2 separate regions of the Rattus norvegicus genome follow, and region 2 is linked to region 1. A link is a contact called in public Hi-C data. All regions are on one chromosome and are shown on one strand. The core of a region is the stretch at or near the end of the contact, and the rest is flanking DNA. Distances in the headings are between cores, read along the strand shown. Region 1 has its middle 100 kb from the start of Klf7. Region 2 has its middle 160 kb from the start of Klf7.

What was found. Hi-C and Micro-C count contacts between places; a contact is called where the count stands out from the background.
Region 2: a Hi-C map of frontal cortex shows a contact between it and region 1, with 1.5 times the contacts expected there. The contact joins two enhancer-like sites.

What each region holds. Positions count from the first base shown.
Region 1 is chr9:72,915,148-72,920,016 of GRCr8, reverse strand. No RefSeq gene overlaps it. Among named protein-coding and RNA genes, the nearest start is that of Klf7, 100 kb to the left of the region's middle. Within about 2 kb of position 3,051, at least 36 of the 93 cell types and tissues checked have an H3K27ac peak or open chromatin away from gene starts, as enhancers often do.
Region 2 is chr9:73,173,514-73,178,501 of GRCr8, reverse strand. No RefSeq gene overlaps it. Among named protein-coding and RNA genes, the nearest start is that of Klf7, 160 kb to the right of the region's middle. Within about 2 kb of position 3,196, at least 61 of the 93 cell types and tissues checked have an H3K27ac peak or open chromatin away from gene starts, as enhancers often do.

The DNA.
Region 1 (4,869 bases), core at 1,802-4,301:
TCTGGGCTTCTCCATATTTTGAGAAATTTACTCTAAAAATAACATTTCTGGAAGCCCTAATAGAGAAACACAAACAGAGTGGGAGTTTTTGGGATTATGAAAGTTCTTTCTTAAAATGTTCATATACAGGTTCTTGCTTATCCCCTTCACCTGACCTACAGGATGGAGATGCTGTGGGCGGCTTGGGGAACAGGAAGGGGCCTGCCATAAATCTGATCTAATTTGGAAAGGGAAGGATGAAGTAGATATACAGTAATCAATAGAGCAATGTCCTGTTCTGTGGTCAGTGCTTACTGGCCCTGCTGCTGGAATGTGATCCCCCTGCACCTAGCGCTGAGCCGTTAGAGGTGACATGAGTTCACAGAACGCCCTCCCTTGTGGTTGGAATGTGTGGTTCCTCGGTGCACAGACCCCTTAGTGTCCAACTCGAGAAAACCGTTGTGTGGATGACTCTCCACAGCTCTGCTTTTCATTCCTTTGTGTTTGCCCATAAAAGAGGAAAGACGACTTCTCTTCCCCAAAGCCACGTTTGCAGGACGGAATGTACAAACTCGAAACGTTTCCTCCTGAAAAAATTCTATCGGGAGAACAAATAAGAGAAAGTAAAGCCACAATGAGAACAGAGACTCAATTGTTCCTCCACTGACTAAGCTCGCCCCATGCCTTGTCCTGCTACTGCTGGGGGCGGGGGTGGGGGAGGGGGCAGGCAAAGCATGCTTCCTGATCCTGGAAAGGAAATAGCATAAAAATGCTTTGACTGAAAAGTGAGAGCGCTAATTGATTGTTAATGACTGCACAGTCCTAAATGTCTGGAATTTGGTTTAGATTCAATGTAATTTGACATTTGCCAACCATTATTAAATCCCTTTGATGCTCTCCCCGTGCAGCCGTGATGAGCAGCTGATTGGCTCTGGGGGATGGAAAATGCAACTGGCTGGGCAGGGAGTCGATGGGTGTCTGGAAGTCAGCCATCTTCCCCTGCTGCCGGGGCTCACAAGCAGGCAGGGATGGGTGGCCTTCCCCACACCCCGTCTCCTCTGTTTTCACTCGCTCTCTTCTGTAGCCTTGTGTTTGGTTCCCCTGTTTTCAAAGGGGCACCCCTTCCCAGCACCTGTTCACCTGGCTCAGAGCAAGGTATCTTCCGTTCTATTGCTTTTCCATGAATCAGAAGCCAACATGTCCTCTCTAAGACATGCAAAGAAAGGCAAAAAACAAAAAACAAAAACAAAACCCCCACATATTACCGTTGTATCCAGGATTCAGAGAAAGATGCAGAGGTGGGGGTGTGGAAAAGCTACTGTGGGAAAAATACTCCCTGTGGGAATGTAAGGATTTTCTCTCTTTCCCTCTTCCCTCCCCCCATTCCTCCTCCCTTCCTTTTTCCCTTCCACACTTCCCCCTCCTTTCTGCCTCCCCACTTCATTTGTGTCTCCCAATTCCCTTGGTTCCTTATTTCTTGCATATGGTGCAATGTTAGTTTCCACCACAGTTCCCCCACTTTGAGTTTCTTTCCTGGCATGACTTATCACCTGACTCCCCACAGAAGCTGATAATCTCCTGGTCCCCCATTCTGGTTTCCTGAAAGAAAACAATTTTGCTTGTTCAGGGCCAGGGACTCAACCCTGGCAAGGAATATGTGTTCATCCTTCTAGAGCTCAGGTAGTCATAGGTAAGCCATAGGTGAGGAAGGAGCAAAGCATCTTACCCAGGGACTCTTCCACAGGGCATAGCACAAGGTCTGCCCTTTCAGAGTGAGATAAACTACTAGAACCTTCCATCTAGCCCTGCAAACAGCTGAACTCTGTGTGCTGACAGTTCATGGTGAACTCCTACCTTCAGGGAAGGCACGCCTACTCACCTTAACAGAAAGATGAGTTCCTCCTCATTCGTACCTGTGACATCCACCTGTGACAGAGGGAAACATAGGGATTCTTCAAGGCAGCTCCACGAGAGCCAAGAGCAGAGAACACAGTGAGAGAAAAACCCCTAATTCCATTCCAATTAGGACAAAGATCTGTGTCTACGTTACACGCCTTTCTTGTCATGTGTAAAACAGCCTACTAGAAGACAAAGATAGGTGAAGAAGGCTCTAGATTTATCTCCCTAGCTCTCCGGCTGTGCCTCTGGTGAGCTGTGTGGCCTGAGGCCCATTGCTAGGCCTCTCTGGGCTTTGTTCCTTCAGCAGTGCTGCAGCGACTGCAAATAAAAAAAAAAGACATAGGAGGAGGGAGACACCAGGCCACTTCCCCTCCTGCACCAGGTCTTTTAAACAGGATTTCCTCTTGCAGTTTAGAATTACTTCCAAAAATATTCTAAGATTAATTTTACAAGCATTGAGGAGACTTGAGCACACACTAATTATGAATTATCCACCACCTGTACTATTCCGGCCCCTCTCAGCTCTTTAAGATGTCTGCAGGAATCACCCTAGTCCACACAAGGGAAACATCGGGGTGTCCTTGTATGCTTCCTGTGGTAGTATGCATATTATCACAAACAAAGTTTTTAATCACTGGGGGAGTTTCCTAGTACGTGTGCGGTTTTCTTGTTAGTCATTTTGACTGCCCTTCAGGGTTCCCAAACACGGTGCCCCCACCGCCTCAGAGTCTACCTAGTAGTTGGTGGGGCTACTAGGTGGGCTTTCCCCGGCTTCCTTCTGGTCATTTCTCCGATGACTCAATTCCTCAAAAACTAATTCAATGTGTTCTCAGAAACGGGACCTGGGTAGGAATGTTTATCATTTTCTTTGCTAAGTGTTGTTTTTTTCCACGTTGGACCTCTATTTCCTACAATTCTTGGAGAGCACTGGCAGGAAGAGGGTAGGAAAACGGGTCCTGTAGAGGGACTGTGATTAAGCTGGGTGGCTTCCGGTCTCTCCTTCCTTTCCAGGTTGGGGTGAGCTTGGTACCCTGAACCAGCGGCTCTCCACAAGCCCCACCCTCGGAGGACAGTGTCTTTGATGATGTATTTTTAGATGATCTGAACAGAATGATCCCTGCATGCCTGCCCCTCCCCAACAGCATGCCTTTCCACTTACTTGCTTGTTCACTGGTTTGGATTTCCTTCAAAATAAAATGTAAGCAGGGCCAACACGCTGTTGTTAGAAAACATTCCTGCCTGGAGGAGCAGCTTTCAAGGAGAAATGATGAAGATGGAGAAAGGAAAGACACCAAGGGTTCCAAATCATCCCCACATGGGTCTAAGAGGAACTTTCAGTTTTTAGTGTGTGTGTGTGTGTGTGTGTGTGTGTGTGTGTGTGTGTGTGTGTGTACATGCATGCATGTGTTTAAGCTGTGAAGACCAGAGGTCAAGGTCAGTTCTTACCTCTGTCTTTCTCTACCTTATTTTGAAACAGTGCCTCTCACTCAGTCTGGAGCTCACAAATTGGACTAAGGTGGCTAGCCAACCAGCTCCAGGAAGCCTCCAGTCTTTGCCATCGCTCCCTGCCCAGTAACAGACGCCTGCCTTTTTAGCTGGTGCTGTAGCTCTAGACTCAGGCACTCCTCATTCTTGCTAACACTGGACCAAACGAGTTGTTTTTCCTCTAGGAGACACTTGACAGTGACTGTCACACACTGATCACAGGCGGTAGTGTGGTTACAACTCTGATAGCACATCTTATTTTACTGCTTTATTATCTAGATTATAAATAATCGTTCTCATGGCAGGGGACTAGGAAAGCAGCCTCCATCTAAGCCTGTATCCTTAGCGCCACCTCTCCTTTGTATTTGAAGGACACTGAAGCCCAGGGAGGTTCCATTAGCCCAGGGAGGTTTGGCTACAGGACCCTAAATAGGAAGCCTGAGATTAAAAAAAAAAAAATACGTTGCAACTCTAATAATTTTCTTTCTCCTTGGTGTGCTGTTCAGCCCATACCAAGTAAATTTAACCCAACAATGATAGGTTGTATAAAGATTCACATCGCCTAACAAATCTTCGTTTGTAATTGAGTTAAAGTATTCTGTAGACTTGCTCGCTTTGAAGATATGCTCTACTCTGTTTAGAGTAAAGCAGGCAGCTTTGTTTTACAAGCTGAAACACAACTACACCATTGTATTTGCTCTTTTACAAGAGGAGGCATTTTTTGTTTGGTGTTGTATATGATACAGGAGTTGGGATTAATTAATTTACTAATTTAGCTAATGAGTCTATGCTAAGCTAAAGACTGTGCTAAACACTGGGAATTCAAAGACGCACAAGGCAATTTATATTAGTTAGAACTGTGTGTTTATACTTACTCACTTGCCTTGGTGGTGACAGAAACTCAACATAAAGGGGCCTTGCACAAAGCAGAGTTCATTGTAAGTATCTTAGCATATACATACTTCATTACAGGAATATAGAGTGGAATATACTTCTAGAAACATTCAGACTAGGAACTCAAGTGCTCAGGCCTTCCCCTCCGCTCATTTATTTCACTGTTCTCTCTATAAAAACTTCTACTCCTTGGCCTTCATATCAGAAAATGGGGCTGTCATAGCTATAAAGTGCACTTTGTCAAAGCCAGAGACGCTGACTTCTTGGTTGCAATACCATAATTCCTAGGGAAAGCCTTTGATGACTCTGTTTGGGCCAAGAGCTCAAAACCCTATACCCACTGACTCTTGACTAAGGGCATCCTCCTCCTCCTCTTCGGTTAGGGGCAGAACCTCAACGAATCAGCAAGGGCCAAGTGTGGTTTTACAAAGACACAGGATCATTAAAATGGAGCCTGTGATATCCACATGAGATCCACGTGAGTGTAAGTGGAAGGTAGCCGTTTCTAGAAGGGGAATCATGGGAAGACAACCCTGGGATCATGACTCTCTCTCTCTCTCTCTCTCTCTCTCTCTCTCTCTCTGTGTGTGTGTGTGTGTGTGTGTGTGTGTG
Region 2 (4,988 bases), core at 1,947-4,446, 260 kb before region 1:
GCTGTTTCTAGGATGATCCCCTAGGGATGATGTTGGTTTCAAGAGTTCTTTAACTTAAGGCATCCTTAACTTATATTTTGGGAAGTAGAGGCTGTTTTGCACATAATTAAGATGATCTGCAGGGCAGTAGGTAGTCATAGGCATCAGTTGGCAGGGATAATCTAAACTGATGATTTATTAGCCATTACTCTGCTGTTGAGAGGAGACACACAACTAGATATCAGGTCAACATAAGAGCTAGCTAAGGCTGGACTATCGGTCACCAGGAGGATGGGAAGATTCTGACCTGCCCAGAGCCTGGCTGTGTATATTTGCAGACATGGGTTTTGAGCCTGGCTGACAACGTGCAAGATGGCTTAGGACAGCATAGGTGCCCACTACATCTCCCCCAGACTGTCAGGAAAGCCCTAGACTATCATGGAAATAGTTAAATAGCAATATGTGAGGTTTCCAGCCCTATTGCCCATACCGCTATTATTTCAACTGCGACAGCTATCCATTTATCTATTTGATTTAAAAAAAAAAATCAGTCCTTGCTTTAAAAAGCCTTTGGGCACAAGAACGGTAAAATCGTTCAACAAAATCCTCAAATCGATTGACACTAGCATGTTTAAAAACAGTGTGTCATAGAGTGTCAAAAAACAAATGTCATTCCTGGTATGAGGTTTCCTTTAGCTCTGTTAGGTTCTAAAGGCGTGTTTTCAGATGGCGTTTTACACTCCTGTGGATCTGGGTCTGGTGACATAGGGAAAGCACAAGATGTGAGCAGCAAAGGAGACCCTTCTGCTGGCTTCGATAGCTGGGGACTAGCACACTCAGCTGGTCTTTATCTCCTGTTTACCGCTAGGTGAAGAGACCACAGGGTAGGCGGTGCTCAGGTTCCATAAGAGGCCTATGAGGCTCATACTATCTCCACTTACCAGGAACACATGAGTGAGTGAGTGGAACGGAGAGACAAAGTCAACCATCTGGTCTCACACCTGCTAGAGTACGATAAAGCTGGAGGGGGAGGGGGAGGAAGAGGGGGAGGGGGAGAGGGAGGGGGAGGGGAGGAGGGAACCTACCAAGTACTGGACATTTTATCTGGCGGGTCCCCAGAATGCAATCAAAATCCAAATCATGAGGTCCCTTGACTCAGGCTGACCCCATTTCAGGCGACCCTGATGTGGACTGACCCCAGCAGTACAGGTCCTGATCTGTATATAAAGCCTGACAAAGGGCTGCATGTCAACAAGCTATGTAATTGCTTGTGTTGGCTTTGGGGTGGGCAATCTGTGCGAGCTGCTTCACAGACTCCATGGTAATAACAGTTAATGGCTCGTTGGAGGTGTGTTAAAACTGGTCACTGTGTAGACAGTTTATGACAGAGTCCGGGAGGGTGGTTCTGTGGCAATGAATGACAGAAGGAGACCTGAGAAGCAAGGGGTTAACTTGAACAGGATTTTCTGTGGGGACAGTTCCTGTGTGTTGCTTCCTTTCAGGAATATAAACACAGCAAGAAAAAAAATATCTACTGTAACAAAACACATCTGGGTTTCCAATTTGAGGTAGAAGGGTTTTCCTGAGGTGAGAACGTGGCTTATTTCTAAGGAGTCTGTTCCAGTGACCACTGGAAGTAGGCAGGATCTCTTCTCATTGGCTCATTAGTTGAAAACTTATCATAGACATACAGAGCATGAGATGGAAAGACACTTGAATTCAATGGGAATTCAATGGGTAAAACAGCACTCTCCTGACGTTTGGGCCTTCACAGTGTCCACATTGCTTTCGTGTATTATAGCACCTTCTCCCCTCCTCTGGGGGATTTTCCACCTTCAGGAGTTTCTCATACTTTCTCAGCCCTTATACAGATGTGCAGTGGTTCATGGTCAACCTGCTTCAGGCCTGCAGACTGGCTTCTATAGCCACTCTGAAGTGCCACCCAAGGTTTATAATGGCCTCTCATAACATTAGGGCCTTAGGTAATGTGACACTATTTCTCCAAGTTCACCATCTCCCCAGATAGACTGTGAGGCCTTTATCGTTCCATCCATAGATAGGACATGACATTACCTGTTCTCTAGATAGGGGTAGCTAGGCAGAGCTGAAGGGTCTTCAGCTCCAAGAAGGATATGACCATTAGGCTTCTGAATGTCTCTGTGGATCAAATAAGTCTGAATGCTCTGGCCACTATATTAGTCCTGTCTGCCCTGTCATTTAAGGAGTGAAACTTAGGACCTGCTCTGTGTGCTGTAAGCTGATGTGTGCTGCACTATCAAGGGAGAGGGTAGTCGGATATGCTCACAGTTCTGAAAAGTTCTGAGAGCACAGTGGGTCAGCACACCCAGCCACAAAGTTTTATTTATGCATTTATATATTATTCATTTATTGCTTTTGCCCTAAATGGTTGATTTATTTCCCCAAATGGGAGGGCTTTGAAAAAAGAAGAAAGAAAAGAAAAAGAAAAATGCTACAATCTGCTATGAAGGGGCACGTCACTGAGAATTTTGGGGTCCCTGAAGAAAATTGAGGTTTACCAGGGGCCTTGCTCTCTTCACCCCTAACTTTCATACCATCAAAAGAGAGTACCAGACTGAGTACCCCATCCTTCTTTCTTTGGGAGGCCTGGGTTGTAGACAGGCAATTCGCCAGGCCATAGGTAGTTCAAAAGTTTGTTCTTTAGAACCAGGAGCACAGAAATCCCCAGTACTATGCAAAATTCCTTTTAGCCCCAGCCTGACTCCCAGAACAGAAGCTCATTTCTATCCAATAGGCTGCCCCAGGACAGCTGCTGTCCACTGAGGCAGCTGACTACTAAGTCCTCTTTTAATATCGCTAATTCGTTTGCATGGGCTCTTGGTCTGGCTTTCTCTGTCTTCATAGAAATGAGGGAGGGAAAGGAAACGGTCGATGCTGATGCAGCTGGGCATGCTCAAAGCAGAGTTGGTGAACAGTTATGTTTGAGCAACAGAGTCACACCTTGTCCTGCCTGTCTCGGCAGCCTGGCCCCACCCCACCGGCAGTGCCTCTGCACAATTCCCCAGTCTGACAGCTTGCTACCTGCCTGGCTCTGGCGGCTCAGCTCCCAGCGGCTCCCTTGGGCCTCTGTCTGGCTTGTCAGTGGGCTGCGTCAGCATCACGCCACACTATCTCCCGTTGGCCCAGCGCTCAACGCCTGACGGGCCAGCCCTCTCTCCCTTCTCTGCTGAGGCCAATGGGAGTCCAGGGAAGGTTTTGGTTACAAAGGAAAATAAAATAAATAAGTCATACTCCTGCACTCAGGAGCCAGGGCGAAGCATCTTCACGGCCTCGTAAATCTTTCCTTTTAAATGTGTCCTTCTCTTTCTGTGTGCCCCTCCCAGCTCCTCACTCCCTTGGGCTGGTTGCTGCTCACAGTGCAAGGAATACAAAATGAGCTGCTGGGAACTGGCACCTCCCTTTGGGAATGTGCGTGTAGCCAGCAGGATAGTACGCATGGCAGTGCCAGCCTGCTGCTGGCCCCCTACCCTGATCTCTGAACTTACACCACAGTCAGCCGGCTCACCTTATAAGCCTGCCACTCCCATTCTGAGCTAATGACCCCAACTCTGCTTCTTTATTTCTGCCCATTCAGTGGAGGTGGTGAGGATTAGTGTCACATCTTATTTAAAGAGCCTAGACATTTTTTTTTGTTAAACCTTTAGTCTATAAGACATTTTGTTTAAACCTTAAGGTTTTGTGCAAGGTTTTGTTCTGTTTAAGGACACATACCTTAAGGCAAGGGACCTTATTATCTCTTGCCCTGAATGTGGATAAAAGTGTCTGAAAGTTGGAACTCTGGGGGTCTAGGGAGACCCAGACCTGAAGAAACTGAAGAGAACAGGGTGTGTGCACTGAGGGATACACTCTGAACAAAAGGTGCAGGCCTCCTCTGCAGCTGTCTCTGGGAGCTCTTATCTGGATTCACCTGGCGTATGGCCAAGGTCCTGACCTTACAGGTAGAGGCCATCGGAGGGTAGCGGTTTCAGAGGATCAAAGGGCTGGCAGGGAGATGGGGTACTGGAGAAGTCAATTCTCTGGGTACCTGGGTCCCACGGATTTTTTTGTCTTTTTTTTTTTTTAATTTCTGTTTTTCTTAACCTAGGCTCTTTGATGGGTGGATGCTGCTTCCCTTCTCTTCCCTCCCACATTTGACACAGGAAGAGAAAGCAGTGGCTAAGAAATTTGAAGGAAAGTGGGGAGGGGTAAATGGGGGGGTTCAGAGAGAGGACAGGGAAGGGAGAAATGGTGTGATTAAATTACTTACAATCTTAAAAACAAACAAACAAGCAACAAACAAACACTGGCTAAAGCTAGAAAGTTCTAAAACATTGCATTTTGATTTTGGTAGACCAAATGTTCAAGTTGTTCTTAAAGTTTTGGCATTTTCAAAAATTAAAAGAAATTTGTTAAAAGGAAAAAAGAAAGAAAGGGAGGGAGGGAAGGAGGGACGGGGAGATGGATAGATAGATGGATGGGTGCACAAGGTACACATGGTGACATGCCTGTCCCCTGGGAGATACCAGAGTCAGCCATTGATGGTCCAGAACAGACAGACGTTTGCAAACAGTTTATTATTTTCCAGAAAGGCACCACTGTAGTCAGAACCAGCCATGCATGTTTCCATAACTTTCAGCTTTTTCAAGGGCTTTTTCTGTTTGTTTTTCATTCTGGTATAGCGATGGGATTTTTATGAAATACTCTTTTGGTGAATAGGGTAACCACCACATTCCTTTAAGGTCCAGGGTTAAAGGGTTTCTACTGAAGAGTCTCTGAGTGCCACAAAAGGATGGATTTACTGCGAAGTCAATGAATTGTAACCTTAAGGTTTTTCATTTACAAGGTTCCGTACTCATGGATCTGAGGTTGACCAAAGAATACTCAAACTAAGCAGAGGGTTTGCCTGTGGGAGTAAGAGATCGAGGTAGACTCTGTTTGAACAAAATTATCCATCATCTATCTATCTATCTATCTATCTATCTATCTATCTA